Regions from separate parts of the Drosophila melanogaster genome. Here region 2 is linked to region 1. A link is a contact called in public Hi-C data. All regions are on one chromosome and are shown on one strand. The core of a region is the stretch at or near the end of the contact, and the rest is flanking DNA. Distances in the headings are between cores, read along the strand shown. Region 1 holds the start of E23 (Early gene at 23). Region 2 holds the start of bowl (brother of odd with entrails limited).

Region 1 (7,706 bases), core at 2,292-4,791:
GCAGACCTGGTATTTCGCATCTGTGCACCCGACTTTTCAGGCGAACTCTTCTTGGTCTTCGTCTTGCTCAGCGTACTGGCATCCTTAGCTGTAGATTCTGCCCTTCTGGGAGAGAGGGGTTGTCGCTTCAACTGAGTGGAACTGGTCTTGCCGAGCTTTGGCTGAGCACGGAATGATCCCTGCCCGGCTACTTTCCTTTTGCGAGGCTGAATGACGACCGTCTTGGAGGAATTGGCACTGGTCTTCTTGCTGGACAGGGAGTGCCTTGGCGACACGGTCTTGGTCTTGCCTCGTCCATGGGACATCTTCTCCACCAGCTTCTTAATTGCGTTCTTCTCGCTCGGTGGCTGGATCTTAAGGAAAGTGTGTTTCTGGGTCAAATGCGCGGCAGTAATGGCATTTGCCGCTGGCGGAGACATCAATTCCAGTGTTTCTGGCAAGGGAAACTCCATCGGACTTGGTTTGTATTTGAAAGGTTTCTTTCCGTCGGCAGCTCCACGTGCTGCTTTAGGCCGACGAACTGGCGGAAGATTTCCATTCAGTTCCCTGCGCAGCCTGATGTGACGTTCCACCATCAAATCGAAGATGGAGACTATCGGGGTATTCAGCATGGACGTCATCGTGTTTAAAACAGAGTAAAAGTTTGGAAAATTCTTTGAATGTTTAGTGATAAATGTGTAATGGGGTGTTTGTACTGCTACAAACTGAGTGGGTGGTTGGAAAATGATTTCTCCATGAACATGTGATCTGACGTATTGGGCAGAGGTATTTTCTTAAAAATTTTGAATCCTTCGTAAATTACAATTATTTAAAGACGCATTTTAAAGCTAAAGACGTATATGCCATATATATACACAAACGCTGACAAAATATTTGCATACTTATAGGCATGTAACTTTAATGTTATAACTTACGTATTGCGATCGTAAATTACAATTATTTAAAGACGCATTTTAAAGCTAAAGACGTATATGCCATATATATACACAAACGCTGACAAAATATTTGCATACTTATAGGCATGTAACTTTAATGTTATAACTTACGTATTGCGATCGTCTTGTTGATAAATCTTGAGTAACGTAAAGTACAATTTTTAAGCTTATAAAGTATATGTGCAATAGATGATGTAAACTTTAAAATAAAGTCGATTTTTTATATTTATCCTAAGTAATCGTATATCCAAAGCGACAAAGTCTAGCAAAAGAAATGGCGACCCAATTTCGATAGCCCTGCTTTATTTCCCAACTCAACCAAGTTCAAAATCCTAAAATAAATTCACATGACGCCGAATGGCATGAGTAAGATCACCGACTTTGTTTATTCCGCTTCTTTTGTTGCATTACAGCTCTCTCCTGGGCAATATCAAGAAAGCCAACCTGACTGATAAGAGTTCAAGTTCATTAAACCGCATAAAAATCAGGAACAATTCGTGCAAAATTTGGGGGCCTTTTCAACGGTTCTTCGATGTAGGGAAGTAAGTATATATTATATACATACATATATGGATTTTATATTGGCCTTAAATACAACTAGGCTACATTGTTATAAAAAACTGCAATCTTCAACCTTGCCTTCTTAACTGGCTACAATTTTCAACACAGCTGTATATAATACACATACGTGTATATAGTCGACTAAGAAATTAAATTAATAGAAAATTTAGCAAATAACATACAAAATGAAAGACCAAGAAACTATTCACATTCCGACATCGCTTAATAAAATTTGTCTAGAAATTCAATATTTGCCGTACGCTCACACGTACACTTAGAAAAATGGCCCACCATACGCACTAGCACACATCAGAAGAAGAAAAGAGCAAATTAAGGAGAAAAAGAAAGAAAATAAGAATCTTATCAGCGGTAGAACAAAAACAAAGTTCAGTAAAAAAAACGAAACAAAAACAAAAAGAAAGCCACCAGAAGTCGAGAGCAACAACAAATTGGCTGTGTGTTTTTTCAAGGTTAAGAGCAAGTGCGTGTGCGTGAATTGGTGCCACTGTATGGGTGTCTCGCACATTTTGCACATTGTGCGTATAAATAAAAAACAGTAACAACAGTAAAACCACCAACACAGCAACAGGAAAAAATAATTTTTTTTATAGAGAGCCGAGAGCTACGCACCGAAAACGAGAAAAAAACATAGCGGCAACTTGGCGACTTATTCGCTCCAAGTTTATGGCAACACAATAAACTTAATAATTTCGCTGCAAACTGAACAATCATCATTATTTAGGCCTAATATGCAATTGTGCGTTATTTTCCATCTGATTTGGTCAACGACCCAGCGCAGGTGACACATTTTAAGGCTTATAATTGTATTATCGTTCCAAGTTCTAAGTGTAATCTCCTCCTCCCTCGTTTTCCCCTTACCGCCCTCTGGCCACCCACGCACACAATCGTATCCGCGGATTGCACGCACACACGGTTCGTATACGCATTCAAATTGCGTATACGCAGCGGTTACCCTCGAGTTTAATGACTGATAAGATTGGAAAGCGGGCATTTGCCTAACAGCATTAAGAAGAAATTATGAAGCGAATCTTCTAGAGACTTAATTTGTTTTAATTGTACCCTATTAAAGGCTCGCAGACCAACAAATATTTTATTGTCAACTTTAATTTCAAGTACTTAAAAAAAGGTATAGAAAATTTCATTGTTGATCCAACTCCTTGATAAGTACAATATAATTTGTAAAGAAGAAAAATTGCCTTCAAAAGATATCGAAACGTAGGACAGACTCAAAAATTAGTAAAACTTTTTGTTTCGCGAGACACATTAAATCGCCCGAAAACCGCTTGCTACTCCAAAAACGTCTCGAAACTTGTTGAATGACTTCTGGGTTGCCAGCCAAGACCTTAAATTTCTATCACCAAGTTGAAATTCGAGATCAGTCAAACTAAATAACCAACTTTTATTGGTTCGCTTTATTTATCAACGAAGATTACCAAAGTTCGTTGGGAACTGAATATGGATAACAAAATGTTGAGCCCTGTTACTGTTAGGGAACAGCAGGGGAAGTGATCTCGCTGTAAGCCCATAACATTTGTAATGCAATGTACGCAGAGATAACTTAACATTCATGTAATAGAAAGAGAGCAAGGGAGAGAGACTGCACTTAAAAAAATATAACTACTTATTACTATAATTCGTATTAAATAGTGTTTACACAAAAGAAGGCCAGGGATTTTTAATTTTAACGTAATCAATTATTTCTTAACTTACTTTATAAAATTTTAACTTTATCATCTAATTTTTTAATTTTTATCATTTTTCGATACTGCAGAGATATCTCTTACATGCCTTCTGAATGCAAGCCATAATTTGTTTGGTTTTTCATTCCTCGACTTAAAACATACACCTTAGGGCGATTTTTCTCGGTGCAAGCTCCATACGCACGTGTGGTGATCGTAGGCGGCGAGAATGAGTGTGGGGGGAGAGTGCGCGAGAGCGAGAGCGCGAGAGAACGGGAATGAATGAGCGGCGACTTTTGGAGCGCTGGCGCAAGCGTTTAGCTTTAACGGTCCGCGATCAGTTCAGTACGTTCAGATCAACGGGCGCCGTTGGATGTTTTCTTCAATGTTGAAGCGCGCCGAACTCGCGTTGTGTGGAAAAGCGGAATAGCTCTCTGTTTTTCGTCGTGTTTCTACGTTACTTTACTTTTCGTTCGATCTGTCCGTGTTTCGTTTCGGCTTTATAAATCGAGTAATTCCCCATCCAATAATTAACACGCGTGTTATCAAAAATGTTTACAAGAAACCTACATATGTTCAATAAGTAAGCCGAAAAAAAAAGGCAAAGAAATCATTTAAATTGCAAAAAAAGTGCTGACGATTTTTAATATCAAATTCGAAAAAGCAACAAAGAATTTTATTACCTTCCTTCGCTTTTTGGGTGCGTTGTTATTGCAATTACTGCATTTACCTTATATTATATGTTGTTCAAACACACTGAAATCGCTAAAAATGAAAACTGACGTTTTGCTCTGGCGCTTTGTTTCGCGCGGGCTAATTGACAAATATAACAAAATTCGCCAGGCGTCTCCACTTCTCTCTGATTCTCCCCAATTCTCACCGATATTCTGCGATTCCTTTTCATTATCTTTTTCTGTGCCGGTGGCAGTGCATATAGGAAATTGTCGGAAAAGTTCTCAAGCCAAAAAGCTGTGTAGAATCTGAGTTTTTGAGGAGATTCCTCGAAGTCGAGGCAAACATTTTCAAGTTTAAATAAATTATTAAAATTGCAGAACGTTTTTACGAATTAAGTGAAGCCTGAAATGAAGTGAATAGTTTCGGTGAGAGCTGGCGAGCATCTGATTCCAGTGAATAACAGAGATATCGCATGAATAACGCGTGAATAATTAGCACTGCAACTTGAATAAGCAACGAATTCCTAGTAACAATAAATTATAAATTGAATGCAATTCACTGGGATTGTGCAGCAAAAAGCAAACTGCTCATAATAATAAAATCATCACTTTGTTTCCGTGCTTGCCTGACTTTTTACCTTCCGACATCATTGTCGAAAATGTAAATAATTTTGTGTATTCATAATCATGTAATCTCTTAAATCTTAAAATTATATCACAACTTGTTTCACTTGGCTTACATATTAATTATATCTGTACTCTTCTCTGCTCTTACTATATTACAGTCGGCCACAACTCGGGAAAAGAAAAGAAAAAGGAGGCAAGCCAGACAAGCCAGGGAATTATGAAATTTTAAAGAAATCCCCAAAAAAGCCAAGTTCCCAGAGCCGCAAAATATGTTTAATGCATTAAAATAAACGAAACGAAACGAAACGTGTTTAAGGCGAGTGCAGGCAGAAGACGAGCAAAAAGTTGTATACGCATATACACATAGATATATTTAAACAAGATTTACATTTAAAATCCCCCCAATACACACGTACGTATATTTAAAACTGTGGCGGCAACACCAACAACATCCAGCTAAGCGTTCACAAAAAGGTGATAATGATTATTTCCAAGGATCTTTTCATATTTGGCGAACAAATTTTTGCAACAATCATACCAGAAGGTGGAGCCGCGGCGCTGGCAACCCAGCAGCAACATCAGCAGCAGCATCAGCAGCAGCATCAGCAGTCGCATCAGCAGCCGCATCAGCAGTCGCAGCAGCAGCAGCAGCAACAACAGCCGGCAATTATAAATTCAACAACGACGACGGCCACTTCGTTGGTAATAAACTCGACAGCAGGAGCAGCTGAACAAGTTGTAGAGGAGTCATTAAAAGTAGCAGCAGCAGCAGCAGCAGCAACAACAACAACAACAGCCGCAGCAGCAACAACACTACCAGCTAAACAGGAAACAGTTGCAGTTGCTGCCGCCTGTGTTGCTCCTCGCAAATTGGCAAAAATTCAGAAAATTCCAAAGGAACCCGAGGAGCTCAAAGCCAAGAAAAAGGCAAAGTGTGAGGCAGCAGCAGCGGCGACTCATTACGAAAAAATGCCAATGAATTTGATGATCGTGGAAAGTGTTGAGGCAGTCGATATGGGATCATCGGACAATGACAACGAGACAACGGAGCAGGTACCGTTGGTGAGTGCCAGCCGTCGCAATCTGGCCAAAATAGTGGCCGACTGCCGCCTCCAGATCGAAGTGGAGCCGGCAACATCGGCAGTGGCCGCAGCAGCAGCAGCAGCAGCAAGCGTTGCATCCCCGCCTGCAACATCGGATGCGACAGCAGCGACATCGGTGGCCAGCAGCGACTCCTCTGCCTCATCATCAGCATCTTCGACGTCGTCGTCATCTTCCAGCTCAACGTCCTCAGAATTTACGCACACATCACAGACAACGATACCAAGTACGGATAATCTAACGTCATCCAATGGTCTGGCCAATATAGGCAAAAGCATTTTAGTTGATGCCAAAAGGTGAGTGTTCAATCAGCGTTGACCCAATTTCCGAGCCAAGCTCGTACCTACATAAATTCAGGTGTGTGTGTGTTATGTTTTGTTTTTTTTTTTTGTGTCCGCACTGATTGCATGCAGACTTCGTCTTAATAAGGAGGGGAAAGTGGAGGCGATCCAAGGGTAAATCAGGATTTTTCCAAAAAAAAAAAAAAAACAGTTCTCCGGATGAATATGTGGCGTTTCCAACCGGTTGCATTCGGTTGACAGTGAGTTGCAGCTCGTTTTGTACAGTTCGAGCGGGAGCAAATTACTCCTACTCTTGGAGCTCAATGGAGAATCTATGTTCTTCTACTCTTGGAGCTCGATAGCGAATCTATGTTCCTTTTGATTGAATCGGTTCGTACTCAAGCTGTCAAGTTTGCTTTCAAAGTCAGCCATCAATTGCGATATACTTTTGGCTGAGCAGTTTTAGCCTGCCCTAGAATTTCAATTACATGAAACAGTGTGCCTTTTCGTTATCAGATTTTTAGCAGGCAGTGTAGGCCCGAACACTTTTGCAGTATTAATTGATTGCCCATCGGCTCGAAAACTCGTTCTAGAACTGAAGCTTCCTGCCACTAACTAGGGTATCACTCAGCACGTTGGGGATATCCCCTTCGGCAAATCCGAAAGGCAGCCGTATCTGCTTAATTACATCTCACAAGCCGAGTGGGGGACACCAAGCGCTTCGTTAGGTGGAGTACAAAAGGGGGTCAAAGTGGGGCTGCAGCAACACTCACGCCTTCACAGGGAAAACTGACCGAAAAGGTTCGAAAAACAGAAAAATTCATGGACTTTCGCATTGAAAAGTAACTACAAAGCGAACTGAGTTCTCTGCAAGGATCAGGTTTTTGCCTGGGAGCAGCTCGACATGGCAGCCACTTCCCATCTTTGTTGCATTTAAGGGGAGACCTGCACACGCACGCACACACACACACACACACACACACAGTGTTACAGTGCATCCTGCATTTTTAATGGTGACCCACAAGTTTTTCATCAGCGCCAGCAGCTGTTGCGTTTACTTCACTGAATATTTGCACATTGGTCATTTTGTGCAGCTCTCCTTTGTCTGGTGGAAAAGCTGGGCAAAGTTGGTAAGCCAAAATAGTAAAACCATTCGATTAGTGCGAAATGTTTCCGCTTAAAAACGCATCAAGCATTCCTGCGCGGTATAAATTAAAAATTTGAAATCTAAATAACGAAAATAATTCGTTTCCCTTTTATATTTCGCGGAAATAAATGCAATTAACCCAAAATCCGTTGCCCAATTGTTTGTTGTTTGCCCTTTGCTGGCTTTGGTGGCCAAATTGAAGTTTGTCTGCAATGCAAATACGCTGCGAAAATCAACATAATAATTGCCATTTGGCCAGAGCTTGCGAAAATCCACGAGGGTGGTGTTTAAACTGAAGTTAAGTTAGCCAGCGAGCTCAGCTATCCAGCTTAATTCGTTTGTCACTCCGGCCGACTGACAGACTTTGGGTTAATGCCGAGATCGAGTTCGCACAAGACTCGATTATGTGTTGGCAAATTAAGTAAATTAAATTACAATGAGAACATTGTTGGGTCGCTCGATGGCTGTCGAGTGCTGGCTTCATTATGTGCATTTAACATAAATTTTCAATTATTATGCGATTCAGAGTGCACTCGATGTGGAGGTACGATTATTCTGTGTCTCAGTTTCTCGGTTTCTCGATTTCTCAGTTTCTCTGTTTGTCCCCCCTCCCCTCCCTCTATTTTCGAGAATGCAGATCCGAGATCTGTCCCTGCTTTGCTTCTTTAGCTGAAGACCAA
Region 2 (7,706 bases), core at 3,446-5,945, 420 kb before region 1:
TAGTATTTGTATAGAAAACGCAGAGAGCTGAGGAGGCGAGTTTGTCCCTCTGATGATGGCCTACGATGGCTGGAAATGTCCATGCGTCTTACTGCCCAGTGATTATGTATTGAAAGGGGTATATCAGGATTTCCCGACCAAGCCATTATATAACCTTTAATATCTTAGAAGGATCTGTGTATTTACAGAAAACAGAATGTTGCTCAATGACAAGAAAAAAATAATTTTGAATTAAATTATCATTTAACGTTATATGAATCAGTAAGATCAATCCCATGTTACCTACTAACCGGAGCTCAACTATTTTAAAGGTTCTTAGCAATGGTTTTTGAAATAGGGACCGTTAGCTAGAAATACCTACCACAATTTTAAGGCCGAGGTACACCCGCGGTCTATCAGTAAACCTTTTATTTCGGACCTTATCTTCTGGGCCGAGTGCTTACCGGGCCCCCATATGCACTTCAGTTTGCTTACAAAACACCGGCCAACAACAACAAACAAGCCAGAAGATGACGACGAAGAAAAGTGGAGTGGTGGGAGGAGTTCCCCGGAGGAGGAGAATGGGTATGGGTATGGGTATGGGTATTACGGGTGAAGGAATGGAAAAAGGGTCGCCGAGATCCGCTGTGCAGTGCGGAATGCTCTTGGCCAGGCTGTGTGTTTTAATCCCTTCGGGATACTTTTTCTTCCACCGAGTGTGCATATGTTTGTGTGAAGGTAGCTAATAATCAAGACAGCGATGGAGAGGAGGAAAAACCGACGCAGACTTATAATTATAGTCGAAGAGGAGAACCAAAGAGACCTGCACTTCACATGCGTTAATCTGAAAACCCTTTCGGGCCCAAGCAGCATCTGAGATTATAGTCAAAGCTATTAAAAATCTAGCATAATCATTGCCCTCGGTGGAAAGCAAGTTGCGTTGTTGTTTTTCTCTTTTTTTTTTTTTTTTGCTCCCGAGGTAGGCAGGCGATCTTCCTGCGCAGCCTTGTCTATAATTTTCTTGATTAATATCCATGAGATTTACACATTTGGAGTGCTGGCCAGAACCCTGCACCTCAACCCTCCGCCACCCCCCGCGTTCCTGTGTGTGCTGGCCATTAATTTAAAAAGCTTTGCTAATTTCGCGGGGAAATCTGGAAACGAACAACTGCTAATGAAGTTTTATGGGTTCGGGAATGCAGCTGCAGCAGGATTGATAATGTCGTTAGCATAAATTGAAAATGCTTTCAAGTTACGACCAAAGATTTGTTATGATTAAAGTATGGAGCACGCGGAGTGAGCAAGAATATCCACCAATGGATTTTTATTAAATGATAAATGGCGAGCTGCAGATAACCAGATTCCTCTGGTTGCTGAAATAAATATTTTTTTTTGAATTGAAACCTTCTTAGGATTAACTGAAGTTCAGACAGTTAGTTCCTAAAATTGAATTATTTCGGCTTAACTTTGACTCTTTCTAATCCCTCTTGAAGTAATCCACTTTGAATGCTAAGCCGATCTTCGTATAAATTCTATTGTCATATTGTGCTGCTCCTTTCATTCGAACTAAATCCATTCAAAAATTTCACCCTTGAATAGAACTCTTAAGATCTTTTGTTGGTCGGATTGCTACTTTTTCAGGCAATCTATTGTGTTATAATTTCAATGGGTCAATTCTTATTTATTGGAAGAGTTTATGCTAATAAGTGTAGAAGCACTAAGACTATGATTTATTAATTCAAATGCAATTGGATTATGCTAATTGCACACAAATCTTGGTACAAATTATTTATATATTTTTTTCTTCGACAACTTTTGGAACCCAGCCCAAAACTAAACATGTAAACTGATAATCACCTTTCCGCTGTCTGATTTCATTGATAGCATTAAAAATTCATATTCCCTAGACAACATCTAATTTCCCCATCAAAATTGATGAGTTCCCGTTCCAGAACAACAATAAATGAACTGGTCTATCAGGTGAATTATACACACGTGCCAAAACGAGGCGTGTCCATATAGCCATTTCAATTTAAAACCCGAATATGGCGATCCCTAACGAGCCATTGTTCTGCGGTTTTATGGTAAATCTAAATTCATCAAGTATTTTGTCACGATTTTAATTAATTTCGATTTCAATTTTCCTGCCACAAGGCAATTACCAGCAACATTTTCCCCTGCTGCTGGTGCAACCGAAAAATGATAGTTGGTGGCCCAAGATGGAGAGGAAAACCCACCCAAAGAGGTAAAGCGTAATAAACTTTTATGGTACTCCCTTTCTTATGCTAAAACTCTTTTTGGACACAAAACCAAATGGCCCATAAAGCAAGACAATGAATATCCAAAATAGATCTCCACTGAGGCGAAACAAAAGCCAATAACTTTATAGAACCGCAACCAAAAAATACAAAAAAAAAATAATAATAACTCAGACTGTGAGAGCGCGGGAGGCGTTCTACAAAAAAAAAGCTTAAAAATGAAGGAAAAAGTAAAGCATTTAAAAGAAATCAAGAGATGTAGATGACGATGATGATGATGGTCTGAGGTTGAGGCTGAATCCGAATCCGAATCGGTATCTGAACCCAACAGAAGCTTGCGGCAATTGCGTTTCCTCTTTGGCCACACGTTCTGGACAATTAAAGCCCCAGCCGAGCTCCGAATCTGAATCGAGCCAAGTTAAGACAGCGACCACGACCGAAAACCGAAAACAGAAAACCAAAAAAACCGGATTCCAAGCCGAGAAGGAGCGAAAAAGACGGCGAGAGCGACCACTGGCCACTGGCACTGGCTACAAGTGAACTGGTTTACAAAGAAAAGAAACAGAAATGAAAGAAACATGTGAAAAATCACGATCTATAAAGCCGATGCACTTAATACCCTAGGCAAAATAAGTAAATAATACTATAGATCAAACTAGAGTAGACTTGTTGAAAAAAAAACACTGGAATAAATAAGAAGCTTATAAACTATCAGCTTATTAAACTAAGTTTGCCTAAATTTCGTAAAATATATTTTTAAAACCTAACGCGATGCTTTGAAATTCTGTAAAATTAAAGTTTTTCAGAAATGTAACGTTATTAACACCGATTAATATTTTTAAATAATATTTTACAAATTGTGTACACCATTTTCAAACGAAGTACCCTTACCAAGAGCACCCATAAGAGACCCCCAGAATTCCAAGCGAAGGTTTTTCGAGTCCGGCTCGAACCGACCAACTCGAACTGAGCGCCACAGCAACAACAATGGGGCAAGCGGGTGGTTCAGGATGGTGGGGAAGTTTGCGGGGGGATGGGGGACGTACTCCACCGTGGACTGTGCGGCACCACACTGAGTTCAGTGGCAATGACAGTGGCACATGCAGTTGTAGTGGAAGCCGCTTGTCGGTCGACAGTCCGCCAACCGCCAACGTTGTTGCGCTCTCTTTCCTGTTTTTTCGCCCCGTCTCATTCTATTTGTGGAGCAGGTTTTGAGATATATCTTGGGTCTTTCTCTCTCTCTCCTTCTCTGTCTGCGTACTCGTTATATTTTTGTACTCGCTGCCTTTTTGGCCAACGCAAAAAATACCAAAATAAAAAAATAATAAACGTAATTAGCTAGCCCTACGCCACAAACAGAAAACAAAAAAAAAAACAACAAAAAATAAAACAAGTAAAAATAAGTGGTGTGGAATTTTTGTGTTCATCTGGGAAGGCAGGGCCTGTTCTCGGCGGAATCTTACCTGTGGGTTAAACAGAAGAAAGCCCCAGGCTCTTTGGGCTTTATCTTTGCGTCCTAAAGTATCCAAGTAGTTGTTTCAATATGATTTTGCTGGTTTTTTGTCAGTTTGTAAGCTTTGAAATGCTTGGCATTGTTTTTGGTTTTTAAAGTAGTAATTTATATCATTTAAGTGGCACTTGAATTGTATGTTGTTTTTTCTTGTTGTATTTGTTTGAAGACTTCTGTTAATACGATTCTGTGAATTTAAAAGTAAATAATTTTATTAAAATTTTCAAAATATTTGTCGGAAATTTTTTGTTATATTTTCAGGTTTGATTTTAATTTTAACAAGTATTTCACCGAATCATTCTCAAGTAAATGTATTTAAAAAAACACGCACACTAAGGGACAATTTTGAGATTCAAATCACGGCACGATCGCCCCAGGGGGTGGGGCTGAGGGGGCGGCAGGGGGGCGGTTACGGGAGCAGCAGCAGCATCAACGGCAGTCAGCTACCACAAACCACGTAGTTTTTTTCCTTCCAAAATCCACGTACAACTCGCGCACAAACACACGATGTATTTGTATCTCACAGATATGAAAACCGAACGAAGAAAAACCCGAACCGAAACCTCAACCTCAACGAACTGAAAACCGAACGAGAACGAGAGATACACGGCAGCTGAAATGTGTTTTTCTACATTTTGTTTGAAATAGGAGCTGAAGCCAGTGCAGCTACCAATTCGCTCCTCAAGTAGTCCCAAACTCTTCCCACACACAGAGTCAGTTGCAGTTGAAAAGCGCTTTTCTCGAGGCAACTGGCGATGCAACAAGTTCACTCACACACACACACACACTAGCGCTCTGGGCCCGCTCAATAAGATACATCGGCGGCGAAAGATACAGATAGATATAGAGCGAGAGGCACTCACAATGCAGTTCACTTTTCCAACAGCTATTACCAGCGATCCGCGCGCAGGTGCGTTGGCCACGATCAACTCTCGAAGACTGAGCCACGAACCCAAGAAACAGGGCCCGAATGGAAAAAGAGAGAATCGAGAGAATCGCGGGCTGAGAAATGCGTAGAAAGAGACAAGCGACGAGTAGCGAGCAGTGGCACTAAAACCAGCTTAGTGCACTGTGGAAAAAGTTTTAACAATTCTTAAATATCTGAAGAGTAAGGCTCTAATTTTCTGTAAATAACAACAGTATAAATCTATCTGCTTAAATATACTAGATAAATAATGGATGCATTTACATATTTTTCTGAATTAACTAGTAACTTATATTCAGTTTGAATATAGTACGACATTTCTTTCAGTGGAGGAGAGGAATTAAACCGAACTCAACCCAAACCCAACCGGCCGCCAGTCGCACGCTGCTAAATGGACGGATGGGCCCGTGGACGGACTTATATGGAGACTGGCACTGGCGGAGCGTGGAACGTGCATTCGTACGACGAGTTATTGTCAGTTAGAGCGCTACCTGTTTACCGACCGACTACCGACTACCACCGACTGCTTTTTTTTTTTTGGCCCAGTCGAGAGGGTAGGGTACAATTGGCCCGGGTGTTGCCAGATTGCCGTTGCTGCTGCTGCCCATGGATCGTTATGGTGGCTTCACCCGAAAAGGAGGAGGAGGGTGTAACTCTGGTAGTTCCCTGTTTATTGTTATGCCTTTTTAGTGGGGGTGTATTTTGTTCTTCGGCTTTTGTTGCGGTTTCATTTAGGGGAATGACTAATCAGAAAGCATTTTTAGGGAGGCAAGGTGATAAGGTTTCTTCGAAGAAGGGGTTGCCAAGTCGAAAGTTGGGGTGAAATAAAGTGCATTACTCACACGACTATATATCTATATTATGACAAGTTCCAATGTTCTACTGATAAGTAAATATTTATTTGGAATAATTAGTTGGTAGCTTTAGGGAAAAATATTTATACATATGTATTTAAATATACACTGATGATTAATCGGCAGCCGAGTTATACAATTCATTTATGGAAATAGGTCGTAAAACAATATAAGTCTAGAAACCATCTTATCGCCAGACTGACTTTTATTAATGGTAATTAGTCCTTATAAAAGAAGGCGAGCACGGGAACTTGGAAAAAAATAAAACATAGGTAAATGATTGATTCGAGCTAGGCTATGTAAATAGGTCTTATATTATTATAATAGACTGTAAAATTTCTATTCTAACAATCTGGCAACCTCTGCTCGCAATGCAGCATCAATGCGGTCAAGTGGTAAAAGAAAAGACGTTAACAAAAAGACCAAAAATCAGCTAGGGTCCCAAAAGTAGAGGGAGTTACGTTTCGGCCACGACGGTGATCATGGTCGTAATGATTCCGAGATGCAGAAAAGAAAAACCCGAAAAGTACCCAACAAAAGAGAGTCCGTAGCCATGTAATTAAGGTGCTGCACAGTGGAACTAAATTGTGGCTGCTGCCACTGCAAAAACAGTAAGTGGAAATGGAGATACAAAGCGGCAACAGGCAGAAGACCAGAAATAAGTGGTAGAAAAGAGAAGACGGAAAAACGGTAGCTGCCTCATAGGGCGAGCGAATTGTTATGCTAGTCGTCGTCGACTTCCCCCATCAACAACTGTTGCTCTTGCTGCACTCGGAAAATAATTTTCAGCATATATAAATAACAATAAGTAAATAAGAAATAAAATAAATAATTACCATAATTGGTCTCCCTTATAATTGGATTCCACAATACATAAAATTGAAATTGACTATTGTTTAATAATAATATCTAATATCTAACCCTTACCTTGCTCTTTTTGCTTAAAATAAAGATGTACAAATAAGATATATATGCTAATGCGAACCATAAGATCGTTGTGATTTTTCTGAGTGCCCGTCGGTTGAAGTGGCTTCCCTCCTTGCATATTTTGCATCGCTTTACGATTTTAAAATAAATTACTTGAAATTTGTGTAAAACATGTGGCCAACTCGGAGTTCAGCTGGTAGTTTGTAGCTAGAGGGCCAAAAGCAACAGGTTCATTGATCGCATTCGAAATGCTTCGTTGGCCCCAGCAGGTAGCTGGTGTGTTTGATACTTTTGGGCTGGGCCTGGGACCATATCCGAATCTGAATCGGGTTCCAATGGGAATCGGATCGTTGAGCCAAATTAATGATGTTTAGATGCATTTCAATGCCCCCGGGCTGTCAGCAAGAGGCACATTTGTCATTTGTTCTTGGTATATTTTTTATTTAATAATTAAAGCTCTTATTTAGTTTTCTTTTTTCCTTTTTCTGTGTTAGGTTTTTGCTGTCTCGTTTTCCACTCGATGAGTAACAACATAAAATGGCTGACTCTTATGTATATATCATATAATCATCATAATGCATAGATTTATTATCTAATTTTTTACGCCTCGCCAAATTGGAAATCTCTATTTAAAATATATAAAATATATATTTATATATATATATTCGTTACCGTATTAATAAAAACGAAAAGAAGCTTCAAAATTGTTGCATCCTCACTCAATCTCGGTATTTGAACACTGACCCAAAAAAACAGGAAATCAGCATTTTAAAGATCATATCTTTATATGACAAAGTAACTACTGGATTCCGAATTAATCGCTATTATATTATTGTTTGACCTACTATGAACGTTGTAATGTGTGTGTGTATGCTTGTGAATGAATGTGTTTCCTAAAAAAAATCCAACATATCAAAAAGCTAACTAATCCTGGCCTATATCGTAATCGCGTCTAACTAATAATCGTTTCCAATAAGGACGAAAACCGTTGTTATTTATTATTCACAAATTGTTGTGCTCAATGCGATGGAAGCAGCTATGGAAAATGGGAATAATCTTCTTCGACTTTGATAACGACTTTTCGAACTGTTACACTCTGATAAATCTGTAATTTTGGTCTCGCTTGAGCTATTTTCGTACTATTTTATTACCCTTTCTGTAAATAGACATTTATCTAAAAAACATTTGCCTTGCCTTTGCCTGGATTTGAGCCATTGAATACCTAATCATTGCAATTTGAATTTGGATTTAGC

What was found. A called contact is a pair of places that touch in the nucleus more often than the background predicts.
Region 2: a Hi-C map of the OSC cell line shows a contact between it and region 1, with 4 times the contacts expected there. A contact is called at or near these places in 3 of 107 Hi-C or Micro-C datasets (the OSC cell line, eye imaginal disc and wing imaginal disc).

The regions. Positions count from the first base shown.
Region 1 is chr2L:3,350,664-3,358,369 of dm6, reverse strand. E23 (Early gene at 23) reads left to right here and starts at 3,541. Exons shown (of 9, transcript NM_205900.2): 1 at 3,541-3,896; 2 at 4,656-5,894. The coding sequence starts at 4,978. It overlaps CG8838, which reads right to left and starts at 724. Exons shown (of 1, transcript NM_134925.3): 1 at 1-724. The coding sequence starts at 620.
Region 2 is chr2L:3,768,689-3,776,394 of dm6, reverse strand. bowl (brother of odd with entrails limited) reads right to left here and starts at 4,695. Exons shown (of 4, transcript NM_164557.3): 1 at 4,522-4,695; 2 at 3,701-3,934. lncRNA:CR43704 (long non-coding RNA:CR43704) reads left to right here and starts at 5,941. Exons shown (of 1, transcript NR_073712.1): 1 at 5,941-6,469. CG43707 reads right to left here. Exons shown (of 19, transcript NM_001273077.2): 19 at 6,870-7,706.